Regions from separate parts of the Mus musculus genome. Here all the other regions are linked to region 1. A link is a contact called in public Hi-C, HiCAR-type and promoter capture Hi-C data. All regions are on one chromosome and are shown on one strand. Each heading gives the region's core, a stretch centred on a gene start, on an enhancer-like site or on the middle of the called end of the contact. The rest is flanking DNA. Distances are from core to core; before and after follow the strand shown.

The links. A called contact is a pair of places that touch in the nucleus more often than the background predicts. HiCAR-type assays count read pairs that join an accessible place to other places. Capture Hi-C pulls out chosen DNA fragments and counts their contacts.
Region 2: a contact with region 1 is called in a promoter capture Hi-C map of adipose tissue, with 4 times the contacts expected there. The contact joins the promoter of Smc2os here to the promoter of Rad23b in region 1. A contact is called at or near these places in 1 of 39 promoter capture datasets (pre-B cells) and 2 of 9 other capture datasets (adipose tissue and liver).
Region 3: a contact with region 1 is called in a Hi-C map of CD8 T cells, with 5 times the contacts expected there. The contact joins the promoter of Nipsnap3b here to the promoter of Rad23b in region 1. A contact is called at or near these places in 4 of 39 promoter capture datasets (liver, neutrophils and pre-B cells), 5 of 484 Hi-C or Micro-C datasets (CD4 T cells, CD8 T cells, neutrophils and 1 more), 1 of 115 datasets of contacts at active chromatin or transcription factors (pro-B cells) and 2 of 9 other capture datasets (adipose tissue and liver).
Region 4: a promoter capture Hi-C map of liver shows a contact between it and region 1, with 3 times the contacts expected there. The contact joins the promoter of Abca1 here to the promoter of Rad23b in region 1. A contact is called at or near these places in 1 of 115 datasets of contacts at active chromatin or transcription factors (astrocytes) and 1 of 9 other capture datasets (liver).
Region 5: a HiCAR-type map of astrocytes shows a contact between it and region 1, with 3 times the contacts expected there. The contact joins the promoter of Lexis1 here to the promoter of Rad23b in region 1. A contact is called at or near these places in 1 of 39 promoter capture datasets (hippocampal neurons) and 2 of 115 datasets of contacts at active chromatin or transcription factors (astrocytes and stem cell-derived neural progenitor cells).

Annotation. Positions count from the first base shown.
Region 1 is chr4:55,348,315-55,352,421 of GRCm38.p6, reverse strand. Rad23b (RAD23 homolog B, nucleotide excision repair protein) reads right to left here and starts at 2,380. Exons shown (of 10, transcript NM_009011.4): 1 at 1,995-2,380. The coding sequence starts at 2,060.
Region 2 is chr4:52,436,509-52,440,615 of GRCm38.p6, reverse strand. Smc2os (structural maintenance of chromosomes 2, opposite strand) reads left to right here and starts at 1,652. Exons shown (of 2, transcript NR_045175.1): 1 at 1,652-1,964. It overlaps Smc2 (structural maintenance of chromosomes 2), which reads right to left and starts at 1,395. Exons shown (of 25, transcript NM_001301412.1): 1 at 1,206-1,395; 2 at 193-415. The coding sequence starts at 360.
Region 3 is chr4:53,010,055-53,014,161 of GRCm38.p6, reverse strand. It overlaps Nipsnap3b (nipsnap homolog 3B), which reads right to left and starts at 2,282. Exons shown (of 6, transcript NM_025623.3): 1 at 2,115-2,282. The coding sequence starts at 2,174.
Region 4 is chr4:53,157,825-53,161,931 of GRCm38.p6, reverse strand. Abca1 (ATP-binding cassette, sub-family A (ABC1), member 1) reads left to right here and starts at 2,037. Exons shown (of 50, transcript NM_013454.3): 1 at 2,037-2,256.
Region 5 is chr4:53,216,278-53,220,384 of GRCm38.p6, reverse strand. It overlaps Lexis1 (a long non-coding RNA gene), which reads left to right and starts at 2,024. Exons shown (of 8, transcript XR_390567.4): 1 at 2,024-3,034.

The DNA of each region.
Region 1 (4,107 bases), core at 1,131-3,630:
ATTACATTTGTTCTAGTAACAAAAGACCAAACATGTATTTCTAAAAATGTAAACTATTACACCCCCTGTAAATAATTGTAAAGTTATAAACAATAAGTGCAGTTAGGAAGTATTAGCTCAAAATAACAGCAGATGTATGTATGTGTGTGTGTGTGTGTGTATTTCAGTAGTGTGAAGTTACTGAACAACTCTAACACATTCATATATTAAGAAATAAAGCAAAACATGTTTCTCCATGTTTTAGTGCTTCTGGGATAAATTAAAAGCCCAAAGAGTAAGGACAATTTATCTCATCATTTATCACCTGCATTGAGCCAAATGCCAAGGAGGCATTTTACATATTTGCATATCATCACTTAAGAGATGACTGTGTGACTCCTTTTGAAGGTGCTGGAGATGAACTCAGGGTCTCACACCTGTCTGATATCCCAGCCCTGTACTTTAAGTAGTAGAAGAAAATGGTGGTGCACTCCCTTAATCCCAGCACTCAGGAGGCAGAGGCTGGCTGATCTCTGAGTTTGAGGCCAGCCAGGGCTAGAGTTGAGTTCCAGGACAGCCAGAGATACACAGAGAAACCCTGTCTCAAAAGCCTAAAGAAAAAAAAAAGGGGGGGGGTGAGGAAGAAATTTGATTCTACAGGGCCTCTGTCCACTAATTGTTAACAACTGCTTCTGTGAAGATTGCAGAGCTCTCATGTAAATGTTTTTCTATACTTTCAAGAATTATTGCAGATATCTGGAAATTAAATAACTTCTTATAAAATTATTTTGTGCCACAATTTCAAAAAGGTTGGGAATTCTTGGCTTCTTATTAAAGATTGAAGGAGACTTTAGAATATTAGATGTGATAGGTAAAACAAAACACCATGTCTTCACACAAACATATACTGATTACATAGTAGGCCTTATTTAGAAATCAACTAAATGCCATTTAATCCTCACCATCTCAGCTGGTACAGTTCCCATTTCAGAAAATCAAACAGGGTAGTTTGTCCCGCTGTAGAAAACGAGTTATAGAGCCACAAATAGAATTCGGATCTCGGATCTATTTAATTAACACCACGTCCTGGTTGTTTCAATTACAAACTCAATCAGTCAAAAAAAAAAAAAAAGAAGAAGAAGAAGGAAACCCCCCCACACAAATATGCAGTAATCTATTGACATAGCGTCATAATTCCACGTGAGAAAAAATTTTATTCGCATGACATTTTTTAGATTCCTGACATAAAGTTGTATTAAAGTTAACACAGATCTTTTTACAGGCAAAACCGGAGACCACTGCATTAGAATTTATCACGTGAACTCGTTAAGTGTAGTAGTCGGCTTTTTAACTGTAGAACACCAAGTTTTTATATTTTTCTCCCTCCCTTCAAATACTACTATTCTAGGAGTCCGAGGAGCGTTCAGGTTCCCAAGACGACCGAAAGAACGCATTTAAATCCGGATCTGAAGGTTTCTAATGCAAAATTCTTCACCACCAACGTGGCCTCAGAACGTAATCCACCTGTGGGTGTGGGTTCAGTGGCTGCGAGGGGAAGGATCGTAAAAACTAATCCAAAATAAGACATAAATAAAAGGGCTCCTTCTGAGAGGCCAAAAAATTCATTTTTCCCCCACCATCCCTCCCGGCTGCAGACAAAACTAGGCGCGTTTAAGGCCCACCGTCTTGGGTAACCGGCCCCTTAGACCTCTGCACCTAGCCATGTCGCCGGAGGGTGGTGGCTTCGCCTGGGTCTCCCTCCCTCCCCCACCTGTGCACGTCAGGCCCGGCTCCAGCGCCCAGGCCGCCAGGTCTCCCCTCCCCCTCCGTCCCCACGACCACGCGCTCCGGGCCGCGGCCACCAGCGCCCACGCGGACCGGTGCTGCTCCACGCCATCTGCCCCCGGGCCTTCCTCGTTGTCGGCCACAAAGCCGGCGGTGACCCGACGCCCCTCTGGGGCCCTCCCGCGCCGCCCCGACTCGGGCCCGCGCTCCCCTAACCCGGCGGCGCATACCGTCTCCTCCGGGTCGATGTCGATCTTGAAGGTCTGCTGCTGAAGGGTCTTCAGGGTGACCTGCATGGTGCCTAAGCCGGGGCCTGGCCGCCCCGGGGTGGCCGCGATCCTCGCGCTCTCGGGAGGAAGGCGGTGGGGGTGGGGGGGCTTGTCACATTCGCCCGGAGTCGCACTCACCCCGGGCCCCGCGTCTCCCCTGGCCGCGCCGCCGCTCGCTCCCGCGGCTTTCCCGGTAAGCTCGACCCGCGGTGCTTCCTCACGCGCCAGCCACTGGGCCCGCAGGAGGCGCGAGGGACTCCCCGAGAGACGCAGAGAACCCGCTACCTCACCACAGGATGGTGGCCGCCATCACCGTGACTCGCCGAGACGTGACCCCTCCCCCACCAGAAAAAAACCCGGAGGATGGGGCCAGACTCGGGCGATCTGAGCAGGCGCAGGGTGCGGCGACGCAGTGCGCAGGCGTGAACAGGAACTCCGCCCGGGAATTGGAGGCGGGGCGATGGGTGGGGCTGGAATATCGTGCGGCGCGGCACCGGCGTGCGCAGGCGCACTTCGCAAGCAGAGGCGCTCGCGGAGGCCTGGTCCGCTCCGCGGTCCTGCAGTGGCTCCGCCTACATCCAGGCTCCGCCCAGCGGCGCGAGTTGCGCAACCCGTAGCCGGGGAACGGCTACGTGGAGTCCCGGCTCAGTGGCTGCGGCTCAGCGAGCGCGGAACCTTGAGGGCGGTGGAGCGGGCGGAGCCTTAGTGCAAGGATTGCCGAGGGCCGGCCCAGGAGGGGCGCACATCGCCAGTCGAGCATGTGTAATGCCGGTTGCTTCCCTGATTCTGAGACTGACTTCAGCCATGGACTGCTTGCTTGCCAGTCTTGTGTTCTCTCACCAGCCTTGGGACCTCCCACCTCTAAAGAAAGGCGGATTTAAGAAGGAGGCCTAGTTGTGTCACGCCTTTCCCTCTATCGTTTTGCTTCGTTTAGGTGTTGGTGGTAGATATTAGGCGGTTGCCTCTCCTCACCCCCTTCCCCCGCCCCCCCCCGCCTCACCCCAAGCGCTGCTTTCCTTTGCACGTGGACCCTTTTAATCTTTGCTCAAATGTCGCCTTCTTGAACTCTATCCTGCCTATCCAACTTAAAGTATCTTATTCGGATCTCATTATCCAGCTCCACTTGTCTCAGTAACCATTCATCACCTTCTGGGTACTCTACACTATGTGTATTTAGCGTGTGTGTCTTCTCTTCTTTTTCTGGTCCCCAGGCTGAAGCTACACAGAGGCATGCATTTTGTTTTGCCCACGTTGTGCCCCAAAGCCTACAGAATAAGCCTAGCACATTGTAGGTACAAGGTAAATATTAGAAAAATAGGTAGACGTGCTTCTGGTTCCTTGGCAGTAAGGGTGAGATGTCACTCAGCTAATTGGTGGTTGGAGAGGGTGGGATAATGCATGTAAGTCTTAGAGTCAGGAACACAAAGTTAAGTGCTTGGCTGTAGCTGTATGATTATTTACACAGCGATAAGACCAGAGTGCAGAGGTGTCGGGTAATAAGCACCACAATAGTAAGTGACACTTTAGGTGCTTGTCTGTATGCTGCCTCTTAATAGTGCAGTGACCCCTGTTAGACTTAAAAAGAAGAAAAAGCAGTTACCATCAGACCACAGTGAGGACAATTATGAGCATCCCCCATCTCTGAGCCAGCACCATCAATGATTACAGTATCGCTATTTGGATTTTCATGATTCCAGAAGCTAGGATATAATTTTGTCATGGAACTTTCCCTAACCAAGCCCCCTCTCCACCGACAAGGTATGTCCCTGAACTATGATAAATATCGAATTCTCTGCCGGCTAGGCTGTCTTCCTGTGGAACTAGTCTTAGTCACCAGGTATGCTCAACTTTTGCTCTGAAAAACTGGCAGCTGGGATCTCTCCCTTTAGCTATAGGGTCAGCCAAAGGCAAAGCAGTATTACTGTTTTCAGCGTAACCAGATGCTGGAAAAAAACATGGGCAAAGGTAGCAACTGACTTCCTTATGGGCTTTCCCTTCAAGCCATTTCTCCCCTCACTCATGACATTCCACCTCTTAGGTACTCAGATCCAAACATCGTCATCATCCTTAAGTC
Region 2 (4,107 bases), core at 403-2,902, 2.9 Mb after region 1:
ATCTTTTCGTCTGTCTACAGGATGAAACAGTAATAGTATTTGCTTAAACGGCTGCACTGCAACACAACATAACTCACATGAAGTACAAACAAAACACATGAAGTACAAACATGCAAAGAAAGAAAACCCAAAGTCTCCACAGATTAACAGATTCTCTTGCCAACACATAAGTCAGAAAAGCTGACACTTTACCTGGGACAGGTTGGAGATGCCTAGGAGAAAGCATATGGAGTCCAATATGTTGGATTTTCCACTACCATTTAAACCAGTGATCGCATTGAAGAGGGGGTCAAAACCATTGACTTCAGTCCTCTGTGCATAGGACTTGAATCCTTCGAGAATGATTGATTTAACATACATTTTCTAAACTGTCTTGGGTTAGTAAGCCTGTTAGGCAACAAGCTACAAGTCACGTCTGTATAAAACAGAAATAAGATCATTTATGTAGAATGTTAAAAACCCTCAAATCATAGTAAATACGACAGGATACACAATAACGTAAAGTAAAAAAAAAAAAAAAAAAAAAGAAAAGAAAAGAAAAGAAAAAATACACCTGCCAAACTACTTTTTCTCCTAAAAACAGCTGGCTCAGATTTTAAAACATCCAACCGTTAGCCAATGCCGGTAAGTTAAACCATTTAACCTAAAAATCATCTTTATCATTACTGTCCACTTTCCTAGGTTCGTGTTGCACTACAATACTGTAGTTAACAGAGACTACTAATTATTTCCCATTTCATTATCCTTGCCACAGACGACACTGGACTGAATACTCTTTACTGCACACCACTTAGCATACATCTTACAGGAGTCCTTCATGGATCTCCCTAATAGCACGCACACCCATCCTCTCCTTCCTTTTTCCTCCACAGCAGTAAAAGATGACATCAGTCGGCACCGTCTTTCCAACTCATTCTCGGTCCCGTTGTGCTTTTTTGCCTACATACGACCTTAACTCTGTTTACACTCGACTCTCAGAACCCGGGTAGTTAGTGAACCTTAAGGGCGAAGTGAATCCATTCTACTGCCTCGTTTTAAAATTCCGTGTTCTCTCGCTTGCCCAAGCCTTTCTCGATTCACCTTACGGATGAACAACAGTCAACATCTCTAATTCTCGCTTCAAGTCCCTCCTTGAGAATCTTGCCCACCCCTGTGCCTCATCTCCCGCCTGGACACCAGGCCGGGCCAAGAGCAGCACTACGCACCCGCCACAAAGCGGCTGGCCAGGGGAACCAGCAAAGTTCCAACCCGACGCGAAAGTGGACAGTGAGGCCACCCGACCTGTACTCAGGCGCTACCGGGCGAACGCCACCATCCCGGGCACCGCATCCGCTGCAGCCAACAACCGTGCCGGAACTGTTCCTTTGAATTTCGGCGCGAGCAAAGGACCCCAACTCCGAGGCGTCTGCGCTCTGTTGGTGCCTAGTATCTGCCTGACTGAAGCGCTTCCTCTTTTGCCCTAAGGAAAAACACAGAAACGACATAGCGACAATAAATAATAGTTTTAATATTGGAAGGTAGGAGACTATACCGTTTTGAACATGGAAAGCGAAAATGAAGATAGGTCGTGCTGACATCGCGTCAGGCATGCTCTGGGCAGCACCTCTTCCAGGTCTGGGCCTCGCGCGTTGCCGGCCCCGCCCTCTTTCTGGCCCTTTCAGGCTATCGGTCGGAGCCTTGGCTTCTGTCCGCAGGCTCCGCCCCCTCCCGGTCTACGCTCTTTGCTGCGGGGCGCGGCCGGGGCGGGCCGGGGCGGGGGCGGGCCGGGGGTCCCGGGACCCTTCGAGGATATTACAGGGTGGAAACCAACACTAGTGAGAAAAGTCCTCTGAGGCTTCATTTTCTACTAATTGAAGAGAAAGGCACTGGCTTTGAAAACACAAACCAAAACCAGTTCCAGTTTCCGGAGGGGACTGTAGGCCTGCAGTATGTGGAGTTTGGTGGAAGATGCTAGGCAAACGGCTGTAAGATTTTTTTTTTTTTTTTTATGCCGAAAACCTGTTTAATGATAAGCAGTGGCTGACGTACCGGTTCACGAAATGTTGCTGAAGCTTCTTAATAACAGTTTGTATTTACAGAGTTCTGTAGATCGGGTAGCTGTGTTTCAAAGGCTGTCAAGAATTTCCTCAACAAACGTGGAACCCTAGTGTTTCCTTTTGTACAGACGAGTTTATTGAATCACTGGGTTAAACGACTTATAAGTGAAGAGAGATTTTTGTTCCAGGCTGCCTAACTACAGAGTGTGTACTCCTAAACTTATTATCTACAACTGCTAATTTTACATTGCTAGTTAGAGCTGATCCCCATCAACTATGTAATTTAAAAAAAAAATGGTGTTGGGATTATTTATATTTAAGCATCAATACTAAGAGAAGGGCTTAGCTTTGTTTTTTTTATTGAAAATTTATTTTTTTTCCTACCGTATATTCCGATTAGTTTTCTCCGCCCCAACCTCTCCTAGAACCTCCTCCATTTCCACACTCACCCAAATCCACACATTTTCTTTTCTCTTTCTCATAAGAATATAAACAGACATCTAAAATGATGATGATAAAATAAGATTTTAAAAACAGAAGGACCAAATAAACAGGAGGGGGAAAAAAGCCAAAGAAAGAGCATTAGAGACACAATGAGACACATTCACACAGAGATATACACACAAAACATAAAAACAAAAGCAGAAACCATAATACATAATAAACAAAAGATTTTTAATATTAAATGGAAATGTTCAGACAAAGCAGTGTGAGACAAAAACCCTCTAAAAATACCATTAAGTTCGTTTTATGTTGGCCATCTATTGCTAGGCATCGGGAGGGACTACCCTTAAATATGGTTTGTACACCCAGACATCACTGGAAAAATGATTTGCTCTGCAGCAGTTATCAATTGGATATAGCTTCTGGGTTAGGATGGAGGATTGTTTCTATTTTCCCTCTCAATACTGGCTTAGAACTGCAGGTCCTGTGCATGCTGAAATTTACAGTGGTAGACAGGGAGGAAAGTGAAGATCGCCTTCCTGAACCTGAGAACTTCCTAGGCAAGCATTGGCAGCAGGTTCTCAAGTAAAAAGTGCCAGACTGCCTGGCAGTGGTGGCGCGCGCCTTTAATCCCAGCACTTGGGAGGCAGAGGCAGGCGGATTTTTGAGTTCGAGGCCATCCTGGTCTACAGAGTGAGTTCCAGGACAGCCAGGGCTATACAGAGAAACCCTGCCTCGAAAAACAAAGAAACAAAAAAGAAACAGTACAGTATCTATAATAGTATGCTACCTGCCTTCCTGTGGTATCAGCCTATTTGTCTGTGAAATTAGCTAACACCACTTTAATAAAGATATTTTGTCTGGTGTAATTCCTACTACTCTTGAACTCCAATGACTTGACTTATTTATGTTGGCTCTGTTGAATTATACATTTTCACCTTCAGCTCTGCTATATTCCTTTGATCACTTTTTTATGAATAAGGAATTTTGATTTTTAGACAAATCTAACATGGATTTTCACAAATTTTATTACTTGCTTGGGGGATAAAAATTTAAGACAGATATTAAGACAGACATCATTAGTATGTTGGCTACCTTAATAGACGAATAGCTAGATGATATCCTTAAGACAAATGGATAAAAATGTACAGGTACTTAAGTATTTAAGTGTACTCTTTTATTATGCTGTACTCATTATATAAAATGATAGGTTTCATTATGACATATTTCTATATGTAGAGTATGTCTCCTTTGCTCATATCACCCCTCCGTTATTGTCTATACCTTTTCTGTGATGCTAATCTCTTTCTTTCTAAGTAGTTTTGGGTTTTGTTTTTTGATATTTCTCTTTTTTTTCATTTTTAGTAGTTTTTTTTTAATTGGATATTTTATTTATTTACATTTCAAATGTTATCTCCTTTCCCGATTTCCCCTCCAGAAACTCCCTATCCCTTCCCCCCTCCTCCTGCTTCTATGAGGGTGTTCTCCCACCCACTCACTCCCACCTCCCTGCCCTCAAATTCCCCTACAAAGGGGCATCCAGCCTTCATAGGAACAAGGGCCTCTTCTCCTATGGATACCCTACAAGGCCATTCTCTGCTACATATACAGCTGGAGCCATGGGTCC
Region 3 (4,107 bases), core at 1,033-3,532, 2.3 Mb after region 1:
TGTCAATCTGAACCAAGTTCTTATTCTCATTTCTTTGCAGGTTCACTGTTATGCCTGGACATCTGCAGGAGTCTCCTCAGTTTGAAAAGAAAGATGCAATTCAAAGTAGGGCATTTAATGCACCCAAGTGTATCAGGTTGATGGAAATATCCTTTAACAGCCATATGCTTTGTATGAAAATCTTCATGTTGTAGTTTAATAACTGCTAGAAAGCACCCTACCACTGATGACCCTGTGTATGGTTACACACATACATACACACACACACACACACACACACACACACACACACACACACACACACGGCATTCTTGTTTATAGCACCTTCCTAACTGGGTTGAGTTAGCATGGATCCACTTTCTGAAAGTGATTAAATGAGAAGAATATTCAAAACCACTTTGGAAAGTAAAGCTATGACAAAATTAGTGCTTACCTTGTTCATCTGTAGGACTAATGAAAGCAAAATGCCTTAACTCTATTTTTGTCTAGAAGACATAATAATATATGATTTTTTTCCTGTGTACAGGGTTAATATAATCACCCAAGTATCTCATTTCATTCACAATTATTATGAGTTATGTTTCTATTGTCTCAAATAACTAAGCTTCCTATAAAACACACTGCAGGTGTTCCTGGGTGTGGCAGGAATGCTTTTTTTTTGTTTATAATCACACTCTAAATAACTGCTTCATACTTGTAGTTTAAAATATATAATAAAAGCTGGAGAGTTGGCTCAGTGGTTGACTGCACTTGTTGCTCTTGCAGAACCCAGGTTCCACTTCCAGTACCCATTCAGGCTCTCAATGGTTTGTAACTCCAGTCCCAGAGAAGCCATTGTCTTCTGACCTCCTCAAACACCAGGCATGTACACGGTGCACAAACACAGAAAAATAATCTAAACTTGTAAAAACTTACCAGATCAAAAAGGAAACATGGCAGACTTATAACAATCTTTTAGAATGATTCGAGGAATTTGTATTGATAGAACAGAAATAAATTATTGATCAAAGATACTTTTACTATAATCTTTCACACAGAAAATATGCATTAAAGAAATCTGTATTGAAAGGTGTTTGTTAAGGGGTGAGGTAATTTTCTGTTGCAGGGCTGGGACAAACAGTGCCAGGGTAGAAATCTGCTTGCTCCTATCTCCAAATTAGAGCTTTTTGTCAACCATACTAGGAAGACAGAGAGGACAGCGGCCATATGAATACTATGCTCTTTAGTGTTCGACACAAAGTCTGTCTCTAGACAGCTCTTAATGCTCTTCCTAAACAAAGTAAGTCAAGAACTTCGGTGTTCAAGTCACAAATAGCCCTGGGTCAACAGCTGAGGCTGGTAGGTGTCCTCCTTTTTATGAAAGTCCCATCTCAGGCACAACCAGTTTCAGCAGGCTCCAAAGCCATGCTCCCCTTAAGATCTCCAGACCCTGAGTTGCAGGGCGGGATGCTCCCAGGTTTACCCTGAACTCCATAAAGCCTGGCTTTTGAACCAGGCAGGAACTGTAAACCCTCAATGAGTGGCAGTCACGATGGTGATGACTGCAAGAACACAATGCTCAGGGCTTCGGGGACACCCGGTGTCAAGGAAAGGTCTCTGTCCATTGTCCAGGGAGGCAACCTGACAAGTGGGTTCACCCTGGACTCACGAAATATTGGGTACCGATTGAACCGGGCATTGGCTGGACCGACCAGGGGTCTACTCACGCTCCAGACCCCACCCACTTCACAGTGTTGCTGGTTCCTGCCCCACAAACCCACCTACCTCCGAAGGACAACTCTCACTGCAGACCCCGCCCACCTCCCGGCACTGCCCCTTAGAGCAAGGCCCCGCCCACCCCCGGCCTCCACTAGGCAGGCTCCGCCCAGTTCCCAGAATACGGCCCGTTCTCCGCACTGCAGACCCGCCCACCTCGCAGCGTCGTCATCACGCGCACCACGAACCCCGCCCACCTCCCAAGGCTGCTCGTGCCCGACACACGCCCCGCCCACCTCCCTAGGCTAAGCTCGCTCTCCCCACAGACCGCACCCACCTCCCTGATCCCCGTTTCTACACCACCTAAGGACAGTTCCACCTCCCTGCGCGGGATTCTCGCACGCCCCCGCGGCCCCTACCTGAGGCGTCAGAACCCGCGGGGCCAGCGCTGTCCTTAGGCCGCTTCGGAGCGCGAGCATGGTGCGGTCCTGAGCGCGCAGGAAGACCGCCGCCGGGCGCTCGGATACGCGCTCTCCTCGCTTCCTGGTGCGCGGGCCAACTTCGATTGGGTCCCTGCTGGACTGGGCGTGGCTCGGCGGCGTGGCTCCGCCCTTCCCCGCAGGCGCAAGAGGCTCAGAGGGTGCGGACACAAAGCAGTCCGCGGTTCTGTTCCCCATCCCGGGGCATTACCTCTTCTGTATGGTTCTAACACTCCAGAATGTAGGGCGTGGCGTGGATGCTTCTTGGGGTGGGGTGAACTTGTAGCAACCATCAGCGAGCCTTCTCCTGTATCACAGAGTATTCTGCATCCCCATTGCAACTCCAAACCCCATCCCCAGCATGGCCTGGGAGTCTCCGAACAAAGATGGGATAATTTTCCTGGAACCCAGAAGAGTGGGTCCGAGGGCCTGAGAGTCACAGGTGAAGATTGAAATAATTTTGTGTGATGCGAAAGCTGACCTCTGACGGCCTCTGATTTTTGGCCCTCAGAAAAACTTCAATTACAATTTATATTTTTCTAGCGCGTGTTTGTGTTCTCTGTGAAGCATATTCTAGGTTTCATGACTTTCCAACTAAGATTTAGAAACCATTTTTAAATACACTGCTTTCATTGGGTCCACTGTTCACAAACATTAAATAGCTAAATAATCGCAATGATTTCCCTGAAAATCGCCTCTTGGCCAATTTACTAATGTACACTAAGCTATATTATTTACTGGTCATCAGAGATTAAAACCGTTTTAGCGTCATAAACTTGGAAATCCTGTTAGCCTTTAAACTCCTAACGATTTTATGCTTAGCAAATACACATAGCTCTAAAAACAAGTTACACTGAACAAATATCATCAAACTATAGAGGTAAGTTATTGAAAAACAGGCGTGCTTCTTTAGGTATTAAATGGCAATTTAAGGTGTACGTAAGACATTCCAAGCGGTGGTGAACATGAAAGGGATTTTTGATGTATTTGCAACAACTTAACTAGAATATGACATCTATGCCTTTTATTAACTAAATCGTCACAAGTCCTGATAGTATTGTCCTTTGTTCCGTCCTTTTATGAACAATGAAGGTAAGATACAGCTTTTAGCATCCAAGTAGCCAGAAGCTTTGGGTGCAGTCAGTAGACTGCTTTGGAGTATGCACACACCTCTGGTCTACAGGGTAAGGTCTCAGAGAAACCTGGGACCAACGGCTAACAGGGCTGTCTTAACATTAAAAACACACACTGGCCTGGCTCCTTAGCACTTCTCATCCCAAATCCTTTAAACCACCCCAGCCCCGAGCTTCACTGCCCTCCCCCCACCTCCCCTTTCCTATAGAACCTCAGCTATCTTGGCTAGATGCTATCTTGTTTGGTTCTCCTCTTGGCTTCTCTCTTTGTCCCCTTGCCTTCTCTCTCCCGCCCCCTCATTTCTTCCCCCCTGTCTCTTCTCCCCTCTCATGGCCCCGTCTATTCTGCCGGCAATGCTCAGCCTGGACCCTTCCGGATGCCTTGGGCTGTTCTCTCCCTCAGACCCACAATAAAAACTTTCTCCTTAACCATACCAGGAGTGGTCATGTTCTCGTTTCCATTTCAAAGAGAACATATCTATTGAATTGCTGACATTATGTTATGAGCACATAATGCTCTAGAGTGCATATCCATTGAATTGCTGACTTCTAAGTCACGTGCACATTAATCTTAACTAAACACTATCAAAACAGGTTATAAATTTATACTTTTCATATACCCTTGGGTAAGGCTTTTCCGACCATGTTATTTTTCATTTAGTCTGGCTTTTGTGAAAATATATTTGTTCACCTCAAAAAACAAATAGGTGCCCGGTGCAGGATCGTTGACTTATGATGCTGGCAAAACAGTGTCCTCGGTGGCATTCTTGTTTGATTTTGTCCAAAGGTTAGACTTGTGC
Region 4 (4,107 bases), core at 788-3,287, 2.2 Mb after region 1:
GGCCTCTGTAGGTGTCGAAGGGTAGAGATTTACAACATGCATACACATACTGCCAACACTGCAGTGTATTTGTGCATTTATTGCAGTGAGAGTTGAATAGGGGCAGATTCCTAACCCTACAGGGCTTCCTAGTTAAACACTGCAAGTTGGATTTCAGGGTCATTGCCTTCATATAGTGAGGATTCCAGGATGCTCTGCCCGGGGCTTCTTTCTTCCCACCCTTTCTTCTTTCTCTGCCTCCTAACTACCTGATTTGGGTAGCACTTACATGTCACCTACGCTCTTTTAGAGAAACCCAAGAAGTTAGCTTTTATTTTTAGGGTAAAAAAGAGAGAGATTTATTTATGTACATGAGTGTTTTACTTATGTGCACATGTGTGCACCACGTACACACCTGGTGCTTATGGAGGCCAGAAGACTGTGTCAGCTCTCCTGTAACTGGAGTTACAGATGGTTGTAAAGCAGCAAGTGGATGCTGGGAACAGAATTTAGTAGGAGTACTCTTGGGAACCAAATTCTTCAAAGTACAAAAAGAATGTGTGTGTGTGTGTGTGTGTGTGTGTGTATTTTAGGTGCTAGGAGATATGGGGGAAATGAGGGAAGCTGCATAAAGACTTAATCTCCTAAAATCATGCAAAGAACGATCCTTTCCCCTTAGGCGTTTTCCTTTGTACACAGATGGTCACACATATTATTTTAAATTCTTTGCCAGTGCTGGACTTTTAAAAGTCTGGCATAGGAAATGGTTTATAGGGTATGGATGTCACTAGAGATTGGCACTGATGTTCAGTCAGTAGGATTCTGGTGTTGGCACTCTTCTTCCGAGGACTTCAAAAGTTCCAACGAAATTCATTTTCAGAAAACTCTGAGGCAGAGAGAACGTTCTCTCTTGAGAGACAGGAAGCAAGGGCCAAGGATGTAGCTCTCAGCTGGCTGAATGCTTGCCTGCTATGCAAGAGGCTGGGTTCCATCTCTCCGCACTGTACAAATGTGGGTGTGGTACTCTGTTCCTGTAATTTTAGGCCTTGGGAGGCAAGAGGATTAGGAATTCAAGGTTATTGAGTTTATGAGCAGACTACATGAGACTCTGTCTCAATTAAAACAAATAAAATAGAGGCAGAAAAACTTTATCTAACTTTGGTCGTTTGACATCATCAAAACCCACTCTTGTGACCACAGCTGCCCCTTGTGGCTTATAGGTACCTATTACTAGTGGAGTGTGTGTGTGTGTGTGTGTGTGTGTGTGTAGAAGGTGCAGACTAGGTCCCTGGAAGGTGTGTGTGTGTGTGTGTGTGTGTGTGTGTGTGTGTGTGTGTGTGTGTAGAAGGTGCAGACTAGGTCCCTGGAAGGTAGAGATCTTCTCTTCAAAATCAATGTAAAGGTTTGAGGCAGACACCAAAATAGGCTGATATTCACTGTCCATTCCACATCCCTTCCCCCAATCTAGGACTTTTAAAGGAAGAAAAGGAAGAGACCGAAAATGGTTGGCATCTGGGGGTGGGGTGGGGTGGGGAGTTTTCCTTCCCAAGTTGGGGGCTGAGCAAACTAACAAAAGGAGAGGGGGGAGAGTGGGAGTAAGGGAGAGCGGGAGGGAGAGAGGAAGAGGGCATACACACACAAACAAAACAAACAAAACTCAAAAAGCAACACCCACAAAACCCCAAACAATTGCAGAAAGAGGAGTTTAGAGAACGAGCTTTTCCCCTTTCCTCCTCTGCCGGGAATGTGGAGTCCCTGGCTCAGCGCAAGTCCGGAGTTTCCCGTTTCCCGAAGGCTAGCAGGTCAGGGCCAGGGCTACAGAAAGCGGGCCCCACAAAGCTCTCACCATGCGCCCCCAGTGCCCGCTGCGGCGGCGCACTGTCGCCGGTTTAAGGGGCGGGCCATGTCTCCACGTGCTTTCTGCTGAGTGACTGAACTACATAAACAGAGGCCGGGAAGGGGGCGGGGGAAAGAGGGAGAGAACAGCGTTTGACCGGTAGTAACCCCGGCGCTCGGCACAGCCGAATCTATAAAAGGAACTAGTCGCGGCAAAAACCAGTAATTCCGAGGGCGAGCGAGCGGGCCGGGACCGGCAGAGCCCACTTCTCTCCGCGGCGCAGCGCAAAGCTGGGCAGGGGGCGCCGCGGGACCCGCGCAACCACAGCCGGCTTGGGGAGCTGCTCTGCTCCCTGTTTCCCCCCACTTTTTTCTTCCCCTTTCTGGAAGGGTTTGTGCAGGGGTAGGGAAAACAGACTCAAACAGCAAAGTGGAAAACAGGTAAGAGGTTCTTCAGTGACTTGGGCATTTTGTTTCGGGGCCAAGGAAGCGTTGGGAAGCTCTCCGTTTTGGGGACACTGGGGGGACTCGAACTCCCATGTACCTTACTTCTGGGGATGCAAATAGTACAGGGGAGGCATAAACAGGGAAAGAATGTTCTGGGACGGGCCCTGTCGACCCTGGGACTCAGAACTGCCGCACTCGGGTCTCCCGGAATCGGAGACCAGCGAGAGCATCTCCGGCGTCGGAGACTCGCCTCTTGGGCGCAGTGTGAGCCAAGGTTCCCGGACGTCCTCGGGGTACAGCCAGTGGGGTAGGGAGAAGGGAATCCTCTACAAAGGGTCTCCTTTTGTCTGGCGCGGGGTAGGCCGTCGCCCACAAGTGTCACATCTGAGTCCTCACTCCATTATTTAACTGGTTTGTGTTGGCCTCTGACTTGGAGGTTCTCTTCCCGGGACTGGGACTGCATGTCCTTGTTTCCAAAGAACTCTAGTAGGAAGTGTCCTAAACGGGGTCTTTTATGTTACTGCTGCTTGAGTTCTCTGGGCTTTGTTCGACTCCGGGGTCCTGCCCACAGGCTTCCTGCGCTCTGGAGGGCTGCAGTCCCTGGCGCAAAGTGGGAGACCACTTTTGTTCCTTCTAAAGACAGAAAACTTAAGAGAGTCTGCAGAAACCCGAAACTGGGGTGCCCAATCCACCCTCATCTTACTGCTTTTTGCTAGTCTTCCCTTGGGGAGACTTCGGGCTGAGCACCGATTGGGAAGCTGGGGCTAGGTTGTGCAGCCGAATGACCGCAAGTAACCCCATCGGGCAGCACAGAACTCGCAGCTCGGGTGCTGGGCCGGGCTCCGCCGCCAGGGGGTGGGGGCTGGGCGGCCTGCGGGTGGCCCCTGGAGACTGGCCCGCAGCGCCTCCTGGCCGGGTAGCCTAGGTATGGCCTGGTGCGGAGTGAGAGTCTCTAGTCCTTTTGCTTCACTGTGAATCTGGTCAAAACTGGTGTTTCCAAACTGGGAGGAAACCCGAGGCCAAGAAAGCCAGTCTATGTTTTCATGTTGTTGTTTTTTTCTTTTTTGTTTTTGTTTTTTGTTTGTTTGTTTGTTTCCTGACTCCCAGACCGTTGCTCAATGAGGTTCTTGGGGATGTTGGCTGATGACAACCTTGTGGATAGGTGCCTGTTTTGGTTTCTGCACTTACCTCTGGAAAAGAGAGAAATACTTATTAAACTGTTTGCTTTTTTTTTTTTTTTTGACTTTGTGTGTTTGTTTGGGAAAACTAAGTGTCACTAGAAATAATTAGTTTGCCCCATTTGCTGCAATGGTATCACCATTCCAAAACAAAACAAGAATTTACTTCGACATCCTTCCAAGGAAGTGGGCAGAATAAATGTACAATAAAGGACAGATAAACAAAAGGAACACTTCTGGCTTAAGATGTAGGCCCCCGGTAGAGTCTACCTTGTACAAGACCTTGGGTTCTAGCACCACCAACCACAGAAGCAAAGCAAAACAAAACAGCACAAACCTTCCTTGAAGAGAATTGGTACACCACTTTCTTTCTGTGGCTCAGCCCTCACCTCCCACAGCACACACCTGACACATGCCTGCAGGCTCGAAAGCACACCCTTACCTCTTAGTCATAATTCGGAACCCTGACCCAAGTATTGATACTCTACAAGACATAAATGCCAATTAAAAAGGAGTTGTTTATCATCACCACTTTTCTTTCAGCCCATTTTTAATATTCTAATGCACACATAAGGACAACGTATTGCTGTTCCCATTGTTGAAAAACACTTCCCCCACATCAAAGGAGGTATAGACAAGCATAGAGAATATTTGAGTGGATAGTATA
Region 5 (4,107 bases), core at 775-3,274, 2.1 Mb after region 1:
TGAAGTGAAAGGTCCTTCCCAGTGAAAAAACAGCAGCAAAAATCACAAGAGGCTCAGTGAGAGCAAATGAACCAGAAAGAGATGTAGACCAGGGCTTTGCTTCATCCGTTCTCAGTATATTTACCAATGGTGTTCTAAGGCCAGTAAACCTTTCGCTAACAGATACATTGGTATATCAGACAGACTGAAATGCCTCTACTCCTACTTCCATCTATTCCTCTCCTTTAGTCAATCACTTAGGAAATGTTTTAATGAGCACATACTATGTGCCAAGCACAGTTGCAGGCACTGCAACCAACTTCACTCTCTGCCCTCTTCTATGTGCATCCCTGATGAAAGTCATTCATCTGGAAGGAGGGCATCACTTGCTGGACCTTCTCATTTAAAATTTCCTGTGATAACAAAGGAGAAAATCTACAGATGGTTTTCCAAGCCACCTCTACTAACCCCCAGCAAGTGTTGGATCTGAAGACCCAGAGCCATGGGAGGCGCTGAGTTTCGGCTTTTCACTTGTTGTAGGAGGTGGGGAATCACTTTCTTAGAGCCTCAGTTTTATCCTCCGAAAACCAGCGATCAATTATTGCACAAGACTCGAGAGGGTCACAGGAGAATTCAATTATAACCATCCAGCTCAGGGTTCAAGTATGTTCAAAGCTCTCAGCATGTGGGACTCTCAACAGGGTAATGATTCAAGTTCCAGGCAGCCATCTTCTTGCCAATGGCAACAGAGGCATCCAACAGCCTCCACGTCTCCCCTGGTCACCTCAGCAAGGCATGCAGACAGGGTTACTTTCGGGCAAGGGTAGCCCAATTGCAGCCTTTGTTTTAATCAGCCTGAGCAGCAACTCAGTGGAGGGCCCATGAGGCGGTGACATTCCAACTCCCTGAGACACTCAAGGGAGCAGATTCTTGGAAAGAGATGGGAGTGGGAGGAGGCTGGCCCACTTCTATTTCCTTTCCTCTGTCTCCAAGGCTCCTTCAGGAAGGGAGGACACCTGCTGCTCTCTCCAGCTCTTTGCAATTCTGAGGAATAGCCCAGAATTAAGGGATAGACAGAAGTAATAAGAGTGGGATCAGGTCCCTGCCCTCCCCTCCTGTCTGATATGCTTCTAGCTACATAGGCAACTGTAATGGGAAGGATGCTAATGGCTTCCACCAAGCCCAAAGATGGGGAGACTCCCAGATGTCTATAACTGCTCTGACCTTACAAGAAAAGCCACTGTTCGTATACTCTCCCGGCTCCCTCTCCTCTTTTTCTCTCTCATTGCTCTCTGAGCAGAAGGTGAGATGCCAGTCTGTGGGCCAGCCAGTCCTTTGATCTTGGCTTATCAGTGGGAAATTTACTGGTATTGTGGCACAGCAGTTTGAGCAGACTGTGCCAGACTCAGTACAGGATTTCCAGGGGAAGCAAGGCATTCTCCGCCTTCGGTGCTTACCACCTGTTTTCAGCGATGGACACATTCCAGACTGGGTGCCAGTTAGGGCTGCTGAATGGATATAAAAGCCCTCGTGTTGGGGAACGTCACAAACAAGCAGTCACTTCAGCCTGCCAGACACAGTGACAGCTTCTCTTTGAGACGCCTGGGGTTGAAAAAAACTCTAGCTGTTCTTTTATGAGCTCACTCCAATAAACAGCAAATTTATCAAGTGTGAGCAGTATTTCTGCCCTCAATGAACGAAGAACCCAAAGGGTAGCAGGTACCTTCATCAGAAAGGATAGAGTAACTTCTTATCGGAGGTCTTGCCAAAACGCACTCTATTTACCTGTTATTTACTCTGGAGCAGGTTTCTGGAACTCCCTGGGTCTCAGTTTCCTTTCTCATTACTTCAACAGATCTCTAAATTTAAAAAACGCAAGTGACGCTTTCCACATCATAGTAGCCATATTAAATAGTATGCCATAACTGTTTTTCTCCACCCCTTGCACAATTCCAGGTCCTCATTTGTTTACAGAGTGCCAGTTGCCAAGTTCTCCAAATCTCCTCCATTCGGGCATCCTTACATTACTTTAGCTCAGGCATCATCCACAGAAGTAAGTGCTTGCTTAAAGAAACTTGCTGCGTCTGGAAGGGCACAGGACAGGTCCTGCAGCAGGCCTGCCTGGGCCTTGGCCCAGCGGTGCCTGCTAGTTACCTTTCACCTACTTCTGCAGCGGCAGCCTAGCGGGGTAACTCCAGGTCAGACTTGGATCTCTGCGCGCCTGCGCAGAGCTGGCTGCCGGCTGCAGCTAAGCATCCCTAACGTTGTTTCTTTTTTCTTTCTTTTTTGGTGGTGGTTTCTGCTACTCTCGGAAATAAAGGCTGTGGGCCTTGCGGACGTGCTTTGATTTCTGTGTGGGCACGGTCCCAGGCCGGAGAGGGTAACCTGGACCTCTTCCCAAAGTTGTCACCTACCGCTAACACCCCCAGGCGCCCCATCCTTCCCTTCCCCCATTTCTGGACTTTCCGCTCCCCTCTCTCCCACAGCTTGGGGCTGCCCATCTCCTCGCCCCCAACCCCGCCCTGATCACTGCCCCTGGAAAAGAGCAAGGCTGACTCCGGAGCTAGAGAGGAGCACATTCGAGCGAGAAGCTACGTGGGTGCAAACAACACTCCAGTTTCTGCCCGGGAGGAGCCGGATCTAACAACTAGGTTGCAACCAGAGGAATCGCGCTAGTTGAAGGCGTCTAGGCTGCCGTGCGCCTCGGGGTTACTGCCGGGCATCGCGCGGGCGGGGCGGGCGCTAGGAGGGGCATGTCCTCGGCCTCAGGAACCATCATAATGGAAACACTCATAGGCATCTGGAGAGGTCTGAGGCTCTCATCCACACCAGCCTCGACGATAGGAGTCTGTGGTGGTCCTTCTGTTCTAGAAAGTGCCCTCTTTCCTGGCATCCCAAAAATCTGGGAGGGTCAAGGAGAAACTGATTTTCAAAAATACCCTTTCCTGCAGGAGTTCAAGCCCCTACCTACCGACCGACCTGTGGTCTCTGAAGTTGGACAATGCTCCCCAACAGGTGCAAACAGAATACCTGTTTGACCGGGCTTTGTCTCTAGGTAAGGTGAAAGGACTATGCTGCGCCCTTACATCTCTGGGTTAAGCATCGTTAACAGTAGAACTTGGTAGTTCATCTGATGGTCCCTGGGCTTTTTAGCATTGGAGGTGAGCAACTCTACAATTTTCAGCCCGTTGTGTCATGTTGCCCCTCTGTCCCACAAGACCTCCAGGGAACAGTGCTAAGCTGAATTAATTACCTTCAAAGTGAGGCCTGTGTTGTGTGAGTGGACATTTTGAGGTCTGCTAGGTTTTTTTGAAAGATGACAACTTTTCGGGACATTACATTGAGGCAAAGTATGTAGTTCATTCCCCCCAAAGAAAGGACAGATTCACAGGCACACACCTTTTATTTTCTTACTCTGCCATAGCCTCCGTACAGTATCCAGTCAGTTGATAATAGACTCATCCTCACATGATACAAGAAAATGTGTGGTTGGTGGGAATAAGGGTCTTATGCTTTCTTTTTAATATGAATATATTTTAAAGAAACTCTTGAAGGTATGGGTGTCTCATGAGAAACAAACCAAACCAAACCAGAACACGAAGGCTGACCACAGAGAACCTAATCTGAACCCTGGCAGCCTGATATTACTATATCCTAAAGGAGAGTCCATGTTTTTAATGCAGTTTAGCAAACATCCTGCATCAAAAATGAAATCCACTAACCATTCTGATACGGGGTTGGAAATAAGGTACTATCTTAGTTTTGTGTCCTGTTGCTGTGATAAAGCACTCTGAGAGAAGCAACTCAAGGGTTTGTTCCTGCTCCAGTTTCAGAGGGCCATACACCAGGATGGGACAGTTACAGCAACAGGGATTTGAGGTACCGGGTCACACTGCATCCAAGTAAAGAAGCATGCTGCTGCTCATCTCCCTTTCTCTAGGTGTACATCTGGGAGCCAGGGGATGGTGCCACCCATAGTGGATAGGCCTTTCCACCTCATTTAATGGGATCAATATAATCCCCCACATGCATACCCAGGGTTCCATCTCCCAGGTGTTTATAAATTATATCAAATTGAAACCAGGAGTTGTCACAGGTACCAACAAACAGTTTCTTTACATTTCTACA